Regions from separate parts of the Mus musculus genome. Here all the other regions are linked to region 5. Evidence: chromatin contacts called from public HiChIP or PLAC-seq and promoter capture Hi-C data. All regions are on one chromosome and are shown on one strand. Each heading gives the region's core, a stretch centred on a gene start, on an enhancer-like site or on the middle of the called end of the contact. The rest is flanking DNA. Distances are from core to core; before and after follow the strand shown. Region 1 overlaps Cps1 (carbamoyl-phosphate synthetase 1). Region 2 has its middle 98 kb from the start of Gm39658. Region 3 overlaps Cps1 (carbamoyl-phosphate synthetase 1). Region 4 overlaps Erbb4 (erb-b2 receptor tyrosine kinase 4). Region 5 holds the start of Erbb4 (erb-b2 receptor tyrosine kinase 4). Region 6 has its middle 430 kb from the start of Gm39658. Region 7 has its middle 22 kb from the start of Gm26342.

Region 1 (2,748 bases), core at 210-2,709, 1.9 Mb before region 5:
TTTTTATGGTCTCTTCTGTACTGCTTTCTCATGTCTATGTGATATGCATGTGTGTGTGCAAGTGCACATGCATGTGCATGTCTACTGTGCAGGTATGTGCACCCAAGTGTGCACATGGGGAGCCCCAAGCAGGACACCCAGTTTCTTCCTGGATTGTTCTTCACATTACTGTCTTATGACAGGGTCACTCATTGAACTGGATAGCTTTGGTTTGGCTGTACGGCCAATAAATAAGCTCTCAGGAAGTGTCTAGCTCCATTCCTTAATGCTGAGGTTATAAGCACATGCATTCATTTGCTTAGATACTTACACAGAAGATAGGGACTTGGATTCAGGTCCTTTTGCTTGTAGTCCAAATGCTCTAAGCCATAGAGTGATCTCCCCAAACAGCCTGTCACTTAAAAAAAGTAATTGCTCTCTTACTTTCTAATTAGTTGACTTGTTAAGAGTCAGCACTTGCACCCTCCTCCAGAATCCACCTTATATATCCATCATAATTAGGGGTCAGTTGATACAGATCAGTTTGGAGGAAGCCCTTGGTGTGTCCTTGAGTCTCACTTAGCACTAGAGTACCCTCTATAAGAAGAACTTTGGGAAAGTCATTTACATGTTGGATATGAGAATTTTGTTTTATTTTGAAGAGATCCCAGAAGAGACTCAAAGGTTATAGACCACATTCATTTTTTAAAATTATTATATTATGGAACCCTCATCCAGCTGTTTCTTTGTTGGGCTGTTTTGTATTCTTACTTAAATAGACAGGTGAATCTTTAATGTCTCCAACCATGTTACTTAATAGTACTGGGGCTTTTCCAGAACTTTATTAAGCACTTAACTTGGTTTCCTATTTGAACTTTATTATCTCCTGAATAATACATTGCCATACTTGACATTTGTTGTCATAGATGGAATTTCTCCCTGTTTCTTATTTCTTTAGGGGATTATGCATGAGAGCAAACCTTTCTTCGCTGTGCAGTTCCACCCAGAGGTCAGCCCGGGGCCAACAGACACTGAGGTATGCCAGCCAGATGATGTCTGTTATATACTTGAAAAAAAATCAGAGATGCTTGTGTGTGAAGACTCAAGAAACCAAAATAATTGGTACATAATATTCTCAGGGAGTGTGTTTTGGTACCATGCATTTTGTATTAAATTCCCCCACGAATATCATAGAGTAAATTTTAATCTTTTCTTAAATTTAAAGGGGGAAAGCCCTTAAGAAGCTCAAAGCAATGTTATGGTGCTATTTTATGCATTATCATTCTAATATATTTAGTTCTGAAATTTACAATTGTTGTGCTATGCAAATGAATTCCCTCTTGCTCTTTCCATCTCATAACTGGAATGAAATTTTAATCCCCCATCTGTGAGTTTAAAAAAATCCCTATGGCAACTGGATGTGTATCCACAGAGGGAAAATAAACAGCAGCAGGGTCAGGAAAAGGGGCAGCAGGGAGGGGAAAAAGCAGCCTGCTTGGTCACATGATTTACGTGACTTTTAAAATAAGAACCCAAAGGAATGCTTAGAGCAGTGTGTTTCTAACCTAGATATCTTTCTTTTCTTTTCTTTTCTTTTCTTTTCTTTTCTTTTCTTTTCTTTTCTTTTCTTTTCTTTTCTCTTCTCTTCTCTTCTCTTCTCTTCTCTTCTCTTCTCTTCTCTTCTCTTCTCTTCTCTTCTCTTCTCTTCTCTCTCTTCTCTCTCTTCTCTCTCTCTCTCTCTCTCTCTCTCTCTCTCTCTCTCTCTTTCTTTCTCTCTCTCTTTCTTTCTTTCTTTCTTTCTTTCTTTCTTTCTTTCTTTCTTTCTTTCTTTCTTTCTTTCTTTCAATATCAGCTCTTGGTTCAGTATTCTAGCACACCCATCCCACCAAATCTCACAATGACTCCTACCCTGACAAACCTGGCATGTCTGGAGTGACTCCTCTCCTGCATCCAGGAGCCTCCTCAGGAGCAGTGCTGGGCATCTAAGTTGCTTCTTAGATATTTGCAGTTTTTTTTTTTTTTTGGTCCTTCCTATTGTTTGGAAATATCAGTTCACAATAGTCAACCCAGTATGGTTTTAACTACTCATGATGAACCTAAGAAAAGCTAAGCAGTAAAATGGTTACTATCTTCATGCAATTCATGCTAAATATTTTGTTTTAAATTTAAAATTTAGCTGCAAGACCATGTTAGCACCTCAGATTAGAAAAGATGCAATTATTTCATAGAATTTGAGCACTGTGACTGGCCATTTTATTTATTTTTTGGTCTTTCCAAATAATTGCAAAGTGAATACTTTTGTTGACATTTGTGATGTCTAGTGAAGCAACAGAAGTAAGCTCACTGGTAAAGTTTAAGAATAATCTTTCAGGGTCATATATTAGAGCCAAGAGAAATTAGAAATAGCAGTATTTCCAACTGGAAGGTGCATCCAACTTCTCCACTCAAGTTTTGTTCAGCTAGAATTTGATTCACATGAATGGTATGCAAATAAAGAACCAAACACTTGATACTCTCAGAAGGCAGTATGAGACATGCTTATTGACTGAAGAAAACATCTCATCTTCTAGGACTTGTGAATAGAACCCAGACGGCCTCCAAAGGTTTAGTGTGTGTGTGTGTGTGTGTGTGTGTGTGTGTGTGTGTGTGTGTGTAACAGTCTAAATGAACCCTCATCTATTGAGTCCTTTCTGGTCTTCCCTGAAGTTTTTATCTGGCTTAATTTGTAAGAGAGGACATTCAGTTACTGGAGCAAACTCAAAATCCAAA
Region 2 (2,700 bases), core at 87-2,586, 1.6 Mb before region 5:
CAAGAAGTCAGGCTGTCAGAAGTAAATGCTCTTGTTCAGACATAAAGCCACACTCTGTTCTTGGCTTGACCAAATAACAGTTGATTATAGGCTGAGTCTGGGCCTGATTTTGCTTGTAAGGTAGAGAATATTTGATCACCCTTTAAGAGATATGGTGAGACACTTATTTAGGATAAAGTAGTATGATAAAATTGCCCTTATTGGCTGTTTCTCAGGGTACAGTTGGTTTTTGGTGAAAATTTTCTTTCATTTGAAATGATCTAGAAGTTTATGAAGGTTTTTGCTTCCCACCATATGGAACACATAGTTGTAATTATTATTATTTTTTGGGTGCATACTTACTCAGAAAATTTCCCTGGTCTAATGGTGTGATTTCCTGGCTTTTCCATGTTAAAAATCACCCTGCTGTAATCTCTAACTTCTGATTTTACATCCTGGCTCAGTAGATGTTTAATCTCTGTGCAGTAATACTGGCAATGGTGTATCAAAAGACTTTGATGACTGGAGTGGGACCAGATCTAGGAAGGAAATAACTTGCTGTAACTCCTTTGCTGCAGTTAGGGTATAGTTTCAAGTCTGTTTATAAAAATATAAATATAAGCCATCATTTTCAGAAGCTCACGTTTTCCAGGAGTATTTTTTTTGTGCTTTCCTTGATACACCATTTGGATTATACTTCGTACATCTCAGTTATTATTTATCAATGCCTTAGACTAAACAAATGAATTCTCTTCTTAATTTCATCCACCTCCCATATGTTTGTTTATCAAACATGAATCAAATGAATCACATATGACATATAAATCCTTATTATGGTAATAAAAACAATTATGAGACTTTTACTATTCTATTTTCTGTTAGAGTTCTTAAATATTGTGATGCACATCATATCAGATGTCTATGCAGTTATTTCTACCCAAGCACCTTACTGAGAACAAACTGATTTCAGCATAGGCACCAAGCAAATATACTGACCGAGACTGACTGACTGACTAAGTAATTTAATATTAACCTTATGATAAAGCCCACTGGTATAGAGTGTTGTATAGCTTTGTTTCTTAGATTTTGTAGCAGAAATTAAAAATAATCCATTTAAGATGTCCTTCTGACTTACAGAACACGACTCAGATCACAGAACAGATGGCTGGTCTGACAAGCATAGATTTGTGACTTTTCTGAACCCACTGAAGCACTGACATCATAAAGAAAAAAATCAAGCTCAAAATATAAGGGAGGTCAGTACTGATGATGGAGGGGGGTGGTGAGGAGGAGGCTCCAGCTTATCCGGGCAAGACACTAGCCAGACCTGCAAGCTAGGCTACTGCATGCTCACAGTGATAAATAACAGATGTGACGTAGCGTGGCAGCTGAAAGTACAAGCATTGTCCACATGCTCTAGTAGGTATTTCCCTTCTGAATCCAAACATATGTTCTTTCTCTCTCTCTCTCTGTATATGTATCTCTGTCTCTCTATCTCTGTCTGTCTCTCTCTGCCAATACTTCTGTTTGTTTGTCTGTCTGTCTCTTCCTGTTTGTCTATCTCTGTTCTTTGTCTGTTTCTGTCTCTGTCTCTCTCTATCTCACTCTCTGTCTCTCTGTGTCTGTCTGTTTGTCTGTCTGTCACACACACACACACATTCAAACTGGAGAAGGAGACACATTTTAAGAGGAACACAGACCACTGCCTGCAACCTTTTGATCTTTGTCTCCCCTAACCCACTAATTTCTGCAGCTGTAGAAAGGGCACAGATGAAAAACTCTTCAAGGTGAAAATCCTCTACTAGACTAAAATGGAAAGATACACAGAGAATACTAGGGCTTCAACAGCCACAGGACACAGTATCTGCTGAAAGTTTTAACAGCCAAAAAAGAATGTCCATCCCCTGCTTTCCACAGCCAGACTAGCAAATATCAAACAATAAGTAGCTTGATCTAGCAAGCTCTCCCTAAGGTACAGTGCCAAGGGTAGATTCCAACTAAACATGCAACAAGTACTGAGAGAACTGAAAAATAGGGAACTAAAAGCATAGAAACACATTTTCATTAAGTATACTTAGTAGGGTAAGTATACTTAGAAGGGTCACTACCCTAAATGCAAGGCAATTAAGAGGTGTGTGAAAGTGAGATGCACTGCTAAAAAATTCAAAGCCAGCATACCACCTAGTTAGATTGAGTCCAACTCCTAATATATGGTCCTACTTAAAATAAAGGTGAGCCACTTTTCATAAAAAAAGTAAAATCCTGCCTATGTCTATTATTCTAAACAAATGTCTATCAATAAAAATTACCAAGAGGTAGGCTATGGAAATAAGAAGACAGCACAATATAAGTGACAATTTCATCCTTATAATTAGATTCAGGTATTCAAAGCACTACTATTTTTGACAAGGAATGCACAATAGTGGATTTCCTGTGGCTGATATGATAAAGCTCATTGTGGGGAAAGTGGATAAAGAGATCTGCAGATAGGAAGAGGAGGGATGGAAAGAGGAGGAGAATGAGAAGGAGCATAGAAAGGGGGAAGGAGAAGGGAGGAGGAATAAGAGGAAGAGCAGGAGAGAAGTAAGAAATGGCAAACACAGAGCCGTGGTAATGAGCTTATCCATATGTCTAAAATAGCTAAAGAAAGATTAAGACAAAAGGATAAATCAATAGAAATGACATGAACTGACACATGAAGAAAATTAAGAGTGGAAACCA
Region 3 (2,700 bases), core at 167-2,666, 1.9 Mb before region 5:
TTAGAAGACCTAGTGTGGCTGACAGGAAAGTAGCAGAAGAAGAAAGCTGGAAGATAGGAGCATATAATAACTTTATTAAGATCATCCAATAAAATTACCCCAAGCTCATTTTCCCACAACTTAGAAAGTGTGGCTATCAACAGAAGGATCGTCTAGACCAGATAAACAGGCAAATGTTAAGAAATAAGAACTCAAGTCCTTAGGAGCCACACTGATAAAATAATTGAAAAGGAAGTACTTCAGTGTTCTTGCTTGTATTGTATGAAAAAAGACGGAAAAAAATGTTTCCAAGTGAATGTTTTTCAAAGCTTTTAAGAGGTATCAACAGCACTGTAATGTCTCAGAAGTCCGCTCACAGACAGCCATGTCTGGCAAGGTGGCTTGCTGCAAGTTCAAATGAATGAAATAAGGAGAGGAATGTTCCAAGAGCCTATCAAGGAAAATGTGTTTGAACTCTGTGTTTGGGAGACTCATGCCCAGTAGATGTTGTTTGAAATAGTTCCAATACGAATATATGCAGGCCAGATTAGCAGTACTGGTCTAGACTGGTCACAGGGCATCTGTTTACAGAGACCGTTTGTGATTACTTCACCCAACTTTTGGGCAAGGAATACAAACATCTTCTTGGAACAGAATTTTAAAGCTATTTTTCAAGTCAGATTTTTTAGCCAAAGAGAGTTTATTTTTCTGCTCATGTACCCTGGCCCTAATGAATCCCGTGGGAGGTGATTTCTTTCATCCCTTTATCTCACGGTGTTTTTCTTCCCTATTGCGTCTAACAGGCTCCAATGTTTTCCTGGCCCCGACTGAGAGATGCTGACCCTATTCTGAGATGTGAGATGGCTTCTACTGGAGAGGTAAATAGCTAATGATCCATTAGCACTTTTGTTAAGTTGACTTGGAAATCTATGTGTCTGTGATCTGAATATGGTCATCATGTAAGGAAAGTTATCAGTGGCAAGAGAAACATAAACTTCACAAGCTTTCACCTTCCCTGGAGAACTCAAAGGAATAGGAAGTTTGAATTAAAGGGAAGTCTTCTACCTTTTGTAACAAGTTGACATTTTTACATGTGAACCTGGGAATTGAGAATACATGTGTACTTAATTCATTTCCACATTACCCACTGTAAACAACAGTCATGGGTTTCTCTAGACATCTGAGTATATCCTGTGTCATTCTTTTTAAAGTTCTCACATACTTCTGTAGCGACAGAACCTCTGGCTTGCTATGATTGAAGCAGAACAGCACATCTTTACTAGAAATGTGTAAAATGACATCATTAAAAGGTCATAGATGTGAATTGTGGAAATTGTGAACATGAAATATTCCAGCCCACCTTTAAGATGAATCCCTGCTTCAATCTCTTGAGGCTGGTCTAAAAACTATAATGGGACTGGCCACTGGGTGTCCCTCTTCTCTTGTGTTGGGATTGCATCAGGTGAAGGTTTCTTTAAGAATGTGAAATGTGTTATGCCATAGAGAGCTGTCAGATTCTAGAAAGTTCGCTACATGTCAGTGTCAGGACATTTTATGAATCACCTAGCCCTTGACAGACATACTGGCTCCCACCTTCAGATTCTCATCTGTCCTCACTGGAGTGGCAACACCAGGCTGTGAAACCTCATGGTCTCTCTTCATATTAAGGAGAGAATGTAAATAGGAGAATATTTAATTGCAAGGAATGCCAGATGTTTTCTATGGTTGCTTGGTTACAAGCACGAGCTTTGTTGAGAAGCCAAGTGGGACCACAAGATAGGCAGTGAGGGATGAGAGACTGTGGTGATATAGTTACATTCTTAGAAAGTGGCTCTTGATCCTTTTGCCATGTCTTTTAATTCAGCTGGAAAACAGGCCTAGCTGTGAGCTATGGGTCTTACATTATTCCCAGACAAATGATGCTGTTTCAGGTTCACTCTGATCCCATGATTCTGTTCTCAGTGGATGCAGAGGCAGAACATGGAGAGGTTTCTTTCTTTTCTCCTTCTCTGGTGTGGCCTGATTGTTTTCAGGGTTTATGTCCTCTCTGTTTCATTCAATGAGGATAATGTGAACCACTTAGAAGCTGTTCCTATGTGTTGTCTCCTTTCTAAACCATAAAAATAATTTTTCTAATATTAAAGTCATAATTCCAAGTGTCATCAAGTATGATATTTTAAATTCTGTTTCATAACTGAATACAGAATAATAAGTCCAGTTTAGAAATCTCAGCTATGCTTCAAAGACACTTTTATAGTGTTTAAGTGGCTTGTTGTATAGTGGCATAAGCACCCACCATCTTATCTAATTAAGGGGCATTTTATTTTACAGGGATAAAGTGAGGATGTAGTCCCAATCTTCACAGGGCTATTTGACTTTGCTGGGACACCTGTTTTGGGTACTTGCACTTCTGATCAGACTACAGGGTTCCTTTCAGTGGAAGTGAGACTCATTAACTTCCACTGACATTGCTCGAGTTGATTGGCCAGCATATGACTGATTAAAATGTTCACTGTGGAGTGAAAAAGCAGGCATGTACTTGTGGTCAGCTGAAGGTTACACTCATGAGAACTTTCCTTGCCCTGCAAGAGAGAGTCATTTGCTTAAAGAATGAATTCAGCCGTCAGCATTATTTACTATAATAGGGACTCTGAATGTGTGCCAGATGATATGTGCAGAATTGACTCCCATCATGTTAAAATACACCACTTGTCCTCTAGT
Region 4 (2,700 bases), core at 154-2,653, 1.1 Mb before region 5:
AAGGATTATTTCCTTCTCTAGTCACACACAGAATGAGTATGTCTGCCTTGTTTCACTTAGGATAAAATCACTAGGCCCATCTATGTTTTTGCAAATGACAAGCTCTCACCTATTTTTCTCCTTAAGCAATATCTGTATATATATATATACACATACATATATATATATATGCCTGTATGTCTGTGTGTATGTATATATATATGTATATATATTCTGGCTTCTTTCAGCAAAGTACGGGCATTTATGTTATTTTTATAGATATATTTAACATTCAATTCATAGGACTTGTTACTATACTATATACGTATGATTTTTGTCCTGTTAGAAATTTTAGGCTCCAGGTCTAATCATTCATATTCAGTTGTAAAATATCTCATATCCCCTTCTTTATCCCTGGTCACTATATTCTTCTTCAGAATGACAAATTATGGTCTGCACTATTATATAAATATAGACTCTATATAGAATGTAAGAATATGTCAGCTAATAAGGATTCTGAAGTCAAGCAATCTCATGTCAAAGATGTCCATTAAAGATAGCTTTTTAATGCTTATCTGTTCTCTAACCATTATAAGTATGGGCAGATCTTGCTGTCCTTTATAAAGACAGAAAATCAATTCTACTTGTTCATAATATTTGAGAAAGAAATACTTTATACAGTTCAGTAATTTGTAAAATTGAGGAGTTTTAAAAAATAAAATATGGGATCTGTCCATATCAGGCGGCTTTCAACACATATCAGTGTTATAACATTACAAACCCCAGACTTATCATCAATCACTGATTAGTATTAAACAAATATTTATTAAATATTCATGATAAAAATCACTGGTCACTGTTACAGATGTTGGAAATACTACAGCATACTAGAAGAGATATGGACACAGATGAGTCTTTTGTGATGTATACAGCTCTATCAGATATTGCCTGAGATTCTGGAAGTAGAATCAATCAAACACTAAAGAATCATGCTGCTGGCATGAATTCACAGGAGAAAGAAGGAAAAGTGTTCAAAAATAATAGTAATTACCTGTGTTCCTTTGACTTCTTACTTGGCAAAAATGCCTGTTCTGGCTAATGCTCAATTTGGATCACAGCTAAAGCTAGAGTTGATTGTGCATTTTGTGTGTGTGTGTGTGTGTGTGTGTATGTGTGTGTGTGTGTGTGTGTGTGTATGTGTGTGTGTGTGTGTGTGTGTGTGTATAACTTGAAAAATGAATGATCAAAGGACTAACTCACAAACCATTCTTAGTCAGGAAACAGTCCATTATCTATCTTCATTTTCAGGAAGTTGTGAAGGTGGTATATTGCTAATAACTGGATTTTTGCAGTTAGCCTGCTCTGAGAGAAGAAGGGAGGCTCTGTCTCATCGAATGCATCTCCTGTTCCTGCTTTGACAATTCTCCCATCAAGAACCTGCCAGCTCCCTCTCTGGACACACTGCCAAACAGCACCACAGTAATAGCAAGTCTTCATGCCCCCCCTCCCCCCCTCCCCCCGCCTCCGGTTTTCAGACTTTAAAATGGAAACAAATTCTACACAAAACCCTTAACGTGCATTGTTTTTAGGGTTACTGGCTGCTTTTTATGTTTCTGTTTCCATTTTTCTTTCCCTTTGCTTTTTTATCTGGTTTCCACGATAAAAGGCACCTCATTCATTTCCCCGTGGAAGGGCAACGCAGCTCCAAGGGAACATCTGTGAGGCCAATTAGCTGGGCTGGAAATGTGATATAATTGTTGTTTAAATATATTTAAATTACATGTTAATCACTATGTCATAATTTATGGGCTTTGAAAATAACTTTTTATACTTCAGAGCCAAGCCAGCTTTTACTTGCTTTTGCTGTTTTTAGTTTGCAACAAGAGCGTCTCTTTCCCCCTCTTTCTTAAATTCCCTGCACTCGAGGCGCTGAACTTTTAATATTGGAAAGAATGACAGCTGCAAGTAAATTGGATGAGTGAAAATTAAGATCCCCACCACAGCCAGAATGAGCTGCCGTGACCTTAGAGTCCTGAGCAGAACAAAGCCGGGCTCTCAGTTAAAAGGCTTTGTTTTCACATTGAGCCACTTTCTGCTGTCCATCAAAGTCTGGCTTTGTGGATCTTTGGGAGGCAGCACCAGGTGCACTCATTCAATTAGCTGGTGAGAGGATTTACTGTCAGCAGGACAGAGATAGAGATGGGTTAGAGCCGGTGGGTGATATGGAGTGTGTTCATGGTGGGGCGATTAGTAAGGGTGATGGATAGAGGAAGTTTAATGTCGTGTCCCTGTCCCTGGGACATGGTATGATTGACTTGAACCCAAATACCATAGGTTACAGAGAAGGCAAGTCTTAGCAAGTGCAGAAAATGTAGTGTTTGATGCACTTTTCAATTCCTCAAAATTCGCCTTACAGTTGCATGATACCTATTTGAACCTTTATCTGATTACATCACACCAATGTATGTTCTTAGAAAACAAAAATAATACATATTTAAATAACTGCCTAGCATCTATCTCAATTAAGCATGCACTTAATGAGCTTTTATCTTCAAATAATTATAATTTTTGACAGCAAGTATAACAAACTATAGCAATTTCAAGAGCCAAGAGTATAGATCCTGCTATCTGAAAATGTGTCTGTAAGACATCGTTAATCCATCAGCACTAATTTATTGCCTAGACACTTCCACATAGTAACTATTATGGATTTTCAACCTT
Region 5 (2,700 bases), core at 180-2,679:
GCAGCGCTCAGGACGCCGCCACCCGGCCCGCCTCGGGCTAAGTCAGTGAGCGCCACCCGCGAGCTCTGCAGCCCGGCAGGGCAGTAAACAGAAGTTTAGGCCAACCCCAAGTTGCACTACTGGAAGAACTCTTCCCAGAGCCAAGTCCAGCATGGGGAGGGAAGGCCGAGCTCTGGACTCAGTATGCCAGGCTCTTTTAGAGAGAGAGAGAGAGAGAGAGAGAGAGAGAGAGAGAGAGAGAGAGAGAGAGAGAGAGAGAGAGAGAGAGAGAGAGAGAGAGAGATCATGCTGGCTGAAGAGTCGCACGCCCAACACACACACACACACACACCCTCTTTCTCGCCCCAAGTCAATCTCAAGACAGCCTAGAGATGCCAACTAAGAAGGCCCAGAGTCCCTGGCCCCCGGCCGAGGCGCGCACCCGGTGCGCTCCAGCTGCCCGGATAGGGCTGGGCGTCCGGTGTGACCCCGCAGGCTACTGGAGACTCGGGCCAGGGACCCTGCGCCAGCATGCTCAGGTGCCAAGCCCGGCTCCCCGGCCGCGCTCCGCCGCAGCCCTGCACCCCGGGGAAGGCCAGCCAGGCTCAGCTCAGGAACCTCCTGGCAGCCCGAAGAGGTGCAGCGATTCTCCGGTTTGGTTTGATTCCCCCCCCCCCCCTTCCCAGCTCGAGAAGGAGGGAACCTCCACTGACGGGCTCAGGTCTCCCACGCCCCGAACAACGGGCGCCACCAGAAGCGATCCCGCTTAGGCTCCCAGAAAACGCGCGAGAAAGAAAGAAGGGGGCTAAAGAGAGGGCGAGAGGGGGGACAATAATATAGAGGGTGGCAGGAAAGCGAAGTCATTTGTAGCATCAATTAAAAACACACGCACGCACACACAAAGGTAAGTTTGGGATGGAGCTAGGGGCGACCCAAGGCAGAAGCCCGGTCCCTAGGGTCCCTGGAGCCTAAGGGTGACAGAGGGGCGAGGGAGAAGGGAAACACCGGAGGCAGTGGCGGGTTCAACAGCTGGAGCGCGACCGGGAACCGCGAGACCGCGACCCACCTGACTGAGAAGCGCTGGGCTGGACGGTCCCCGCTGCCATCAGAAGGCTCCCCCAGACCCAGAGTCCCGTCGCCAGCTTCATTTTTGGCAAGTCTCAGATCCCGCGCTGACAATTACATGTCCAAATACCATAGCCACTTGCGAGCACGCGGAGGAGATCTCCCCCCCTCAGCCGGGAGCGCGTGGGGGGCGCAAGGGGGGCGGGCGCGGCGCGCTTGGTGCACGGGCTTCCCGGGGCCGGAGAGCCAGTCGGCGACGGCGGCGGCTTCCAGGACCCGTGGACCCGCGGACCCGGCAAGGGGCCGCGGAGGAGGGCGCGCGGGTGGGAGTGAGCGCGACTGTGCGGCTGGTGCTCCGAGCACAACGTACAGCTAGTTCCCGGAGTGATCCTCCGCTCGCTCGTTCCCTCCTCACTTTCTCGCTCGCTCGCTCGCTCTCCTCACTGGTTGGTCAACAATAAAAAGAAAGAGGGAATAAAGGCTTCCAAAAAAAGTTGATTGCAAAGAGGCGGCGGGGTTCCGGCCTCTCCCCCCAAAACCGGGCTATGTTCAGCTCTCTCTTCAGTCTCCTTGCACCTCCTGTCCAAATCTGGAGGGAAAAGGAGGGGGTGTTGCTTCTTTGCTTCTCCCCGATCCTGTCCCCCTTTTTTTCCACTGTCAGCTTTCCTCACACTTGTCCAGCCATTGCAGTAATTAAAGCTCCGAACGTCATTTCCAACGCTCCGCGGTCTCCAGCCGCAGCCCCACAGAGAAATTAATAAGAGTCAGAAGAAAGATTTTTGAAAAAGAAAAGAAAAGAAAAGAAAGAAAAAAAAGAGGGGAGTGGGGGGTGGGAATCAAACAACCCTCCACACAACCAGCCAGGCTTTCCTCCGCTGCGCAAGCCCCGCCCCTGCTCTGACCCATGTAGCCACGCCCTCCCCCTAAGGAGAAATCTTATTGGCTCAGACACTCCCCAAAATCCTCTGCCTCTAGAGTTGGAAAAACACCTGTCAGACAGTGGGAGCAGCAGGGTCATGGTAGGAGCTTGGGGAAGCAGGATCTGAGAAGCTCAGTGGAGACCACTGTCTGAAACGCTCCCCTTGGGGCTGCCCCGGCAGAGGCCCTGGACAGCTGGCCCGCTGAGTAGTCAGTCCACCAGAAGGAATGCTTGCTGAACGAATTTTTTGACACAAGAACAGGGCATTTTCTTTATTGCTCCAAGGTGTCAGTCCATACACAGAACCTTCCCTAGAAATAGAAAGTCAACGTTGCTTTGGGAATAAAATATCTTTGTCCCTCGCCATCACCCAGAATATTCCATACTTAGCATACTTAGTACTTTAGAATGGATATTGTAGGTAGCTGGTAGCCTCGCAGGTAAGATGAAATCTTCCAATAGTTTTTTTTTTCCAAATAAGCCATCTCTCCCACCTTCCCAAGATGACATTGGGCCAAACTTAAAAATCCATATTTGTGAAACCACATTCTTTGATTCTGAAATTATGCAAACTCTCTCGTCTGTGCTGTTCGGTCTGAAGGTGTTTAGGAGGTGAGATCTTAGCTGACCTTCGAGCCGTTAGGGCCACGCCATAGCAGGGCCAGCTTGAGGCCCTGCACTTGCCCTCTTTGCAGGGTGTGTGCTTCCAAGGTCATCAACCGCTGTACGACTAAGTT
Region 6 (2,700 bases), core at 7-2,506, 1.3 Mb before region 5:
ACTTTCTCCAGAAGGGGAACTCTGTTAAGTATGGCCCAACAACTAGGCTCTAATACTTGACTATTTTTGTACAGCAGACATAAAGAATCTAATTTTGAACCCAATGTATGAGTATATATACACACAAATCTCCATTTAATGTGTTTTTGAAAAATCATATTAAATATTAAAAGCATATTATTACAGAATTTATTTTCATTCATTTCTTTTAATATTGTTTTCATAGCTTAGGGGGTTTTTTTGTCCATATTTGCTCTTATACATATGATGAAAAATATTTGCTAAAGAAAATGTTCTGTCTTCACTGTGGCTATAGTCTAGAGTGACACGACAGTTTTAGTTAGCAGGAAAGTTATTTCATCACTGCACAGCTCTAGAAACAACTAGAAAAGACACTTGACACCCATCAAGAAATGAAGAGGTTTATTGTACTGTTTGCCAGTATAGATGGCAGCTGACCTCCCTCTGTGCCTGGGGAGTCTGGATACTCAGTGTGGCTTTTATTCTTCAGCATGATAAGCAATCCTGAATCAAAGCTTGTGGAAATAATGTCCTCCATCACAGAATCCGAGCCTTGTCCATACCACAGGCACATCTGTTCTTTTTATGTCCGTGGCTGCATAAGCAACCATTACCAGGCTAAAGCTTAGGCTGGTGTGTGAGTCATGCCTACAATCCCAGACCTAAGGAGACAGGTCAGGAGTTCAAAACCAGTCCATAAGGTCTGGGTGGGACAGCCTGGACTACGTGAGACTCTCGGTCTTCAACACAAACAAAGAGCAGCAACAATAACAAAAAAATCTTCAGGAGGCCAAACACTACCCATTGGCCACCTTGGTGAGGCAGAGCCCACTGTGAACAGCACAGTATTGCTTGATTCATACAGACACCAAACTCAGCACAGAAAAAAAAAAGAAATCCTTTTAAGCCATCAATAACTTTTTCTCTGAACAGAGAAGACCCTAGATGCAGACCTTATTGAAGGGTATTTAATTGAATAGGCAGAAACTTAATATTTTTAAGAGGAGTAATTCTGTCATATGTCTTTAAATGCATTGTCTAAAACAGAAATCATCTTACGAATTTAGCTCAGACTCAGTTTTTTTTTAACCATGATCTCCCTAAATATGCAATAAATATTTATTGCAGATGACAAGATCAGGAATTAGAATTTGCTGGAGCCCTCTGTGATGGACAGCTGCAGAAGAATTGGACAGAGGCATTGTCTAGCACAAGCCCTCATATGCTGCAAAAGCCTACAGAGGCTATCAAATTGTCTGGTATATGGCTCTCTGCCCTCCTTGCCAGGTGTCACAGGTTAAGCCTCCCTTGTTTCGGTCAAGCCCAGACCGCATGAAAGAGAGTTAAAGTTGCTGCAGATGCTCTTGATTCAAATGCATGCTGAGCTCTCCCTGATCGGCTTGTTCCTTTGGGCAATCTCACAATTTCATCTTGTTCAAGCTGTCTGCATTCCTGTTTACTCAGGTTTGCAAATAGAACTTTAACACTCAAATTAGTCCTGACAGAACAACCTGCAAGGGTTCTAAATCCTCATTTTGCCTTCATTCCAGGGGACAGTGCTCTATTTTCAGAGCAATATTGTCTTATATCAAAATTGCTCTTGTGACATGAAAACAAAGCGACATGAAACTGCATAGCACAAAGACCCTGCATTCCCAGCTTTTAGATGTGGCAATCTGGGTGTGAAAGTCAACCCCCAAGGGTACCTAACTCCTTGGCCAACCTTGCTTTACTTTTGTACTGCCTGTTTCTCTTATGGGGTACAGAAGCATATATAAATAAAAGGAAAAAAAACCTTTACAATTGTAATTCAATAGTACATGGCCGTGATCCTTGTTATGTTCCTTAATATCTGAACAACCATAAGTATAAAATCCCCTTCTGCTAGGGTACTGGATAATCTGTCTGATTCTCTGTTATAATTAACTGAGACTAAGTTACACTGCCTATAAGGGGCAGGAGTATAGGCAGGAGTGTCAGAAATTGAAAGGGTCCACTGCTTCCCAGGGCTCTATCCTATTAGATGGAAAGTCTTGGGCAAGCCCATCTCACTTTCTGAAAAGTAGTCAATATGTATAACAGTCGTCCTTACTTCTGACGGCACAATAGAATCTTCTCAGAGTCTTTCACAAGGATTGTGTGCCTGGATGACATCCAAGCTAATTTAAATGAGCATTTCTAGGCCCAGAGCCTAGGTACTGGCATGATTTTTATGTGTCCTAGCCTTCTGCAGCAGACTCTATTAAGAGACTGAACAGCTTCTCTGTCAGACATAAAAACACCCTCCTATTTTCAATGGCAGGTATCTCCTGGGATGCCAGAGGTAAATAGTGCCTCAAATTGGTGAGGCTTTTTGGAGTTCGATGCCATGAATATCTTTGCTTCTCACTGGACCTCTCTTTATGTTCCCTTTTTTGTTTTTTTGTCTTTTGTTTTTTGTTTTTGTTTTTTGTTTTGTTTTGTTGTTCTCTCTCTCTCTCTCTCTCTCTCTCTCTCTCTCTCTCTCTCTCTCTCTCTCTCTCTCTCTCTCTCTCTCTCTCTCTCTCTCTCTCTCTCTCTCTCTCTCTCTCTCTCTCTCTCTGTAAATCACCATCCCCTACCTGGCTTTCACAATAAGGTCACATCTTTTCGGTAGCACCATCTCCTCATTCTGATGGACCGACAGCTTCTTTCTCCTTT
Region 7 (2,700 bases), core at 187-2,686, 1.9 Mb before region 5:
GATGGAAAGGGACATCTTAAACATAGCTAACCATAATAAAATTAGTTTACAAAAGCTAGTTGAATTGCTATATTTACTTATTAACCTAGACATACAAAAATATCTGCTTTCTGTGATAAAAAGGAGTTGGAGCCAGGATACCCTTGCTTAGTTTTTGAAACAACTTTATATAGGTTACAAACATAGCTATGATAAAATAATATTTAGTTATAACCATTATCCTTCCATGTCTTGCTCTAAGTATCTAAGTATCTATAATGAGACCCTGCAGTGTTTGGTAGAGCATAGACCCTAATGCTAAATAGGTGCTCTACCACTTGATAGATACATATAATAAACTTTAAAACTATGATACACTTTAAGAATGTCTTGTATAACACAGAGGACAGTAACTGAATTCAGAGCTGACAAACATCTGATGAAGACAGTACCAGTGGGTACAGTGATGTTCAAAGCCAGACTAAGAACATAGAATTCAGTTTTGTGATGGCTCTGAGAAGATGATACCATGACTAACTTGCTCATTTTCTTTCACACTAGAGTTAATTGATGATATTTTGTACAGGTCTACAACAGGAGATGTTCCAGGTTCACTAACTCTTGTCCCAGTGACTGTGGATGAGACCGTTGTACTTTATAGTTCTTTTATTTCATATTTATTTTTGTTTGCCTGAAAATATTTAATATTACAGAATATTTTGTGTTGAATGCTTACTATACTTGACCCACATATCCTAATGCTTTCTTATTAATAAACTACTTGTTAGTAGTTTCAAAGCCACAAGTCTAATATGAAGTTTATAGAGTTCCTACTATTTTTCAAGGTGGTTCTAAATAGCCATGAATTAACTTACCAATCCTCACAATATCCCTGTGAGTAATCCCTATAGAAACTAGACATTCCGAAGGCAAGTGACATGCTTAAGACACCTAAACAATCGTATCATGATAACAAATTTTATATATACATATAGTACACACGCACACACACACACACACACACACACACACACACATATATAGTCACAGAAAATTAAATATTTGCCTGCAATGATATGGGGGGGGAGATGTGGCTTCAGGTACTGTCTTGAACAGTAAGAATATTAATTAATTAATTAATTAATTAATTAATTAATTAATTTGAAGTCATTTGTAAAATACAGTAAAATGAGAAAAATAATAACAACCAAATTGTGGATAAATTCTATTTTAGGGGGTGAATCGTACATGCCTTCTCCATGGTGCTGAAAATGACATTCCTTTGCCTTTCTGTTTCCAGATGTCTCATTTTTAAATAAAACTTAAGTGCAAATAAATATCGCATTTACAATATTTAGTTGGAAGAGAGAAATGCAAGGAAATAGAGACTCTTGTGTTCAGATTTAGCAAGGTTTTCTCCTTGTACAGAGTCTTTCATATAAGCAAGTTAACACATTTTTAGATTTCTCAGTTTGCTGTACATCACAAGTGCAGTCAACACAGTGACAACAGTCCTATTGCCGAACAGTAAACTGAAGTGCTGTTTCCATATTAAGAATATAATAGCTTTTGAAAAGGATGGACTCTCTGTGTGGGAAGGGAGTATAGCTGGCTTGTGAGGAGAAGAGGGATAAAGAATAGTCCATTTATAGATTTGGAATTTTAAAGCTTTGGAAAGGGGAGAGGAATATTTTTAAAGTACTTTTGTGAAATTTTCCTGTTAGGCAGAATTCCTGATGGAAACTTTTAAAAGCAGCTCCAACAATCATTTATCTCAACAGCTGCAGGTACTTGAACCTCAGCTTCTACAGTGTCCACGGCCTCTCGAACAATGAAAGTGGAAATTATCAGAGAAACAAAACCATGTCTGAATGCAGTTAAGTGCTCTGTAATTACACACCAGCGTTACCATTTGGCTGCTGGTGCGGCCCCCTGCAGGCACACGTGCCTTACATGTTCTTGCACACCCAATCAAATCCACAAAGACCTTTCATTACAGATTGTTTGAGACACCCTTAACTTGAAAAAGACCAGCTCTACTTTATTTCTCTCTTCTTTCTATTACCATTTCTTTCCCCTTTGTTCTAATATATAAAATTTCTATTTTCCTTAATAAATGTCACTTTGCTGTTCTGTCAGACATGTGGCGATTAGTGAGTGTGAAGTTAATGTAGCAGGAGGGAGAATGTCTGTGCCCTTCTAAGTGGCTCCTTGGGTTCCATGAAAAAATTGGTAATAATTGTCTCTCAGTCTTCTCTCCTGCATAATGGAGGGTGCAAAGGCTGCAGAAAGAACTTAAGTACCTGCAGCTGTTGAGATCAAGACAGCCGATAGGAAAATCAAAACCCTCAGTGAGTCAAAATTAGTACCATTTGTGCTTGCTTTCTATTGCTTAAAGACCATATTTAGGTCTTCACAGCTTTTGTTTTTGGAAAGAATTTATATCTACACGGAAAATGATCAATCCCTCTCCAAAATAAAACAAACAAATCAGGCTTTTCCAGCAATAGTAAAAGCCCATTTTTCTAGAAACTGCCAGCTTACCAAATTATTTCCTTTTATGGTTTTGCTTAGAACAGACCCATAAACCACCAGGAGGAGCTTTTGTTCATCAAATAAATGTATACATCCTTCTGGAAGAACAGTCAAAGATTCTTATGTCTTCCAAAGTCACTTCCCCATAGGATATCATGCAGGAATGGGGAGAGAGAGAATCCAAGT

The links. Promoter capture Hi-C pulls out the DNA fragments that hold promoters and counts their contacts. HiChIP or PLAC-seq counts read pairs in DNA pulled down with a chosen protein or histone mark.
Region 1: a contact with region 5 is called in a promoter capture Hi-C map of second pharyngeal arch cranial neural crest. The contact joins the enhancer-like site here to the promoter of Erbb4 in region 5. A contact is called at or near these places in 9 of 39 promoter capture datasets (the 3T3-L1 cell line, the C10 cell line, cranial neural crest and 6 more), 1 of 484 Hi-C or Micro-C datasets (cardiomyocytes), 11 of 115 datasets of contacts at active chromatin or transcription factors (SST interneurons, VIP interneurons, cardiomyocytes and 7 more) and 1 of 9 other capture datasets (embryonic stem cells).
Region 2: an H3K4me3 HiChIP or PLAC-seq map of neural tube shows a contact between it and region 5, with 14 times the contacts expected there. The contact joins the enhancer-like site here to the promoter of Erbb4 in region 5. A contact is called at or near these places in 3 of 39 promoter capture datasets (cranial neural crest, frontonasal cranial neural crest and hippocampal neurons), 1 of 484 Hi-C or Micro-C datasets (cerebral cortex) and 10 of 115 datasets of contacts at active chromatin or transcription factors (astrocytes, embryonic forebrain, embryonic limb bud and 6 more).
Region 3: an H3K4me3 HiChIP or PLAC-seq map of neural tube shows a contact between it and region 5, with 32 times the contacts expected there. The contact joins the enhancer-like site here to the promoter of Erbb4 in region 5. A contact is called at or near these places in 13 of 39 promoter capture datasets (the 3T3-L1 cell line, 3T3-L1-derived adipocytes, the HPC-7 cell line and 8 more), 1 of 484 Hi-C or Micro-C datasets (cumulus cells), 13 of 115 datasets of contacts at active chromatin or transcription factors (SST interneurons, VIP interneurons, embryonic basal ganglia and 9 more) and 1 of 9 other capture datasets (embryonic stem cells).
Region 4: a contact with region 5 is called in an H3K4me3 HiChIP or PLAC-seq map of stem cell-derived neural progenitor cells, with 8 times the contacts expected there. The contact joins the enhancer-like site here to the promoter of Erbb4 in region 5. A contact is called at or near these places in 13 of 39 promoter capture datasets (the 3T3-L1 cell line, 3T3-L1-derived adipocytes, the C10 cell line and 9 more), 1 of 484 Hi-C or Micro-C datasets (cerebellar granule neurons), 11 of 115 datasets of contacts at active chromatin or transcription factors (VIP interneurons, astrocytes, differentiating embryonic stem cells and 6 more) and 3 of 9 other capture datasets (embryonic stem cells, embryonic tail and embryonic trunk).
Region 6: an H3K27ac HiChIP or PLAC-seq map of VIP interneurons shows a contact between it and region 5, with 10 times the contacts expected there. The contact joins the enhancer-like site here to the promoter of Erbb4 in region 5. A contact is called at or near these places in 11 of 39 promoter capture datasets (the 3T3-L1 cell line, the C10 cell line, cranial neural crest and 7 more), 8 of 115 datasets of contacts at active chromatin or transcription factors (VIP interneurons, astrocytes, embryonic forebrain and 5 more) and 2 of 9 other capture datasets (embryonic stem cells and embryonic tail).
Region 7: a promoter capture Hi-C map of second pharyngeal arch cranial neural crest shows a contact between it and region 5. The contact joins the enhancer-like site here to the promoter of Erbb4 in region 5. A contact is called at or near these places in 6 of 39 promoter capture datasets (cranial neural crest, frontonasal cranial neural crest, hippocampal neurons and 3 more), 2 of 484 Hi-C or Micro-C datasets (cortical neurons and cumulus cells) and 10 of 115 datasets of contacts at active chromatin or transcription factors (VIP interneurons, astrocytes, embryonic forebrain and 7 more).

The regions. Positions count from the first base shown.
Region 1 is chr1:67,157,927-67,160,674 of GRCm38.p6, forward strand. Cps1 (carbamoyl-phosphate synthetase 1) reads left to right here. Exons shown (of 38, transcript NM_001080809.2): 11 at 938-1,015. Among named protein-coding and RNA genes, the nearest start is that of Cps1, 36 kb to the left of the region's middle. Within about 2 kb of position 1,460, at least 2 of the 459 cell types and tissues checked have an H3K27ac peak or open chromatin away from gene starts, as enhancers often do. A contact at or near this core is called in second pharyngeal arch cranial neural crest, where this site is marked.
Region 2 is chr1:67,464,410-67,467,109 of GRCm38.p6, forward strand. No RefSeq gene overlaps it. Among named protein-coding and RNA genes, the nearest start is that of Gm39658, 98 kb to the left of the region's middle. Within about 2 kb of position 1,337, at least 9 of the 459 cell types and tissues checked have an H3K27ac peak or open chromatin away from gene starts, as enhancers often do. A contact at or near this core is called in neural tube, where this site is marked.
Region 3 is chr1:67,217,070-67,219,769 of GRCm38.p6, forward strand. It overlaps Cps1 (carbamoyl-phosphate synthetase 1), which reads left to right. Exons shown (of 38, transcript NM_001080809.2): 33 at 783-857. Among named protein-coding and RNA genes, the nearest start is that of Gm26342, 39 kb to the right of the region's middle. Within about 2 kb of position 1,417, at least 9 of the 459 cell types and tissues checked have an H3K27ac peak or open chromatin away from gene starts, as enhancers often do. A contact at or near this core is called in SST interneurons, neural progenitor cells and neural tube, where this site is marked.
Region 4 is chr1:68,045,213-68,047,912 of GRCm38.p6, forward strand. All of the region lies in intron 25 of Erbb4 (erb-b2 receptor tyrosine kinase 4), which reads right to left. Among named protein-coding and RNA genes, the nearest start is that of Gm39658, 680 kb to the left of the region's middle. Within about 2 kb of position 1,404, at least 58 of the 459 cell types and tissues checked have an H3K27ac peak or open chromatin away from gene starts, as enhancers often do. A contact at or near this core is called in VIP interneurons, differentiating embryonic stem cells, embryonic forebrain and 3 more, where this site is marked.
Region 5 is chr1:69,106,630-69,109,329 of GRCm38.p6, forward strand. It overlaps Erbb4 (erb-b2 receptor tyrosine kinase 4), which reads right to left and starts at 1,430. Exons shown (of 27, transcript NM_010154.2): 1 at 1,046-1,430. The coding sequence starts at 1,127.
Region 6 is chr1:67,801,300-67,803,999 of GRCm38.p6, forward strand. No RefSeq gene overlaps it. Among named protein-coding and RNA genes, the nearest start is that of Gm39658, 430 kb to the left of the region's middle. Within about 2 kb of position 1,257, at least 7 of the 459 cell types and tissues checked have an H3K27ac peak or open chromatin away from gene starts, as enhancers often do. A contact at or near this core is called in VIP interneurons, where this site is marked.
Region 7 is chr1:67,233,810-67,236,509 of GRCm38.p6, forward strand. No RefSeq gene overlaps it. Among named protein-coding and RNA genes, the nearest start is that of Gm26342, 22 kb to the right of the region's middle. Within about 2 kb of position 1,437, at least 10 of the 459 cell types and tissues checked have an H3K27ac peak or open chromatin away from gene starts, as enhancers often do. A contact at or near this core is called in VIP interneurons and second pharyngeal arch cranial neural crest, where this site is marked.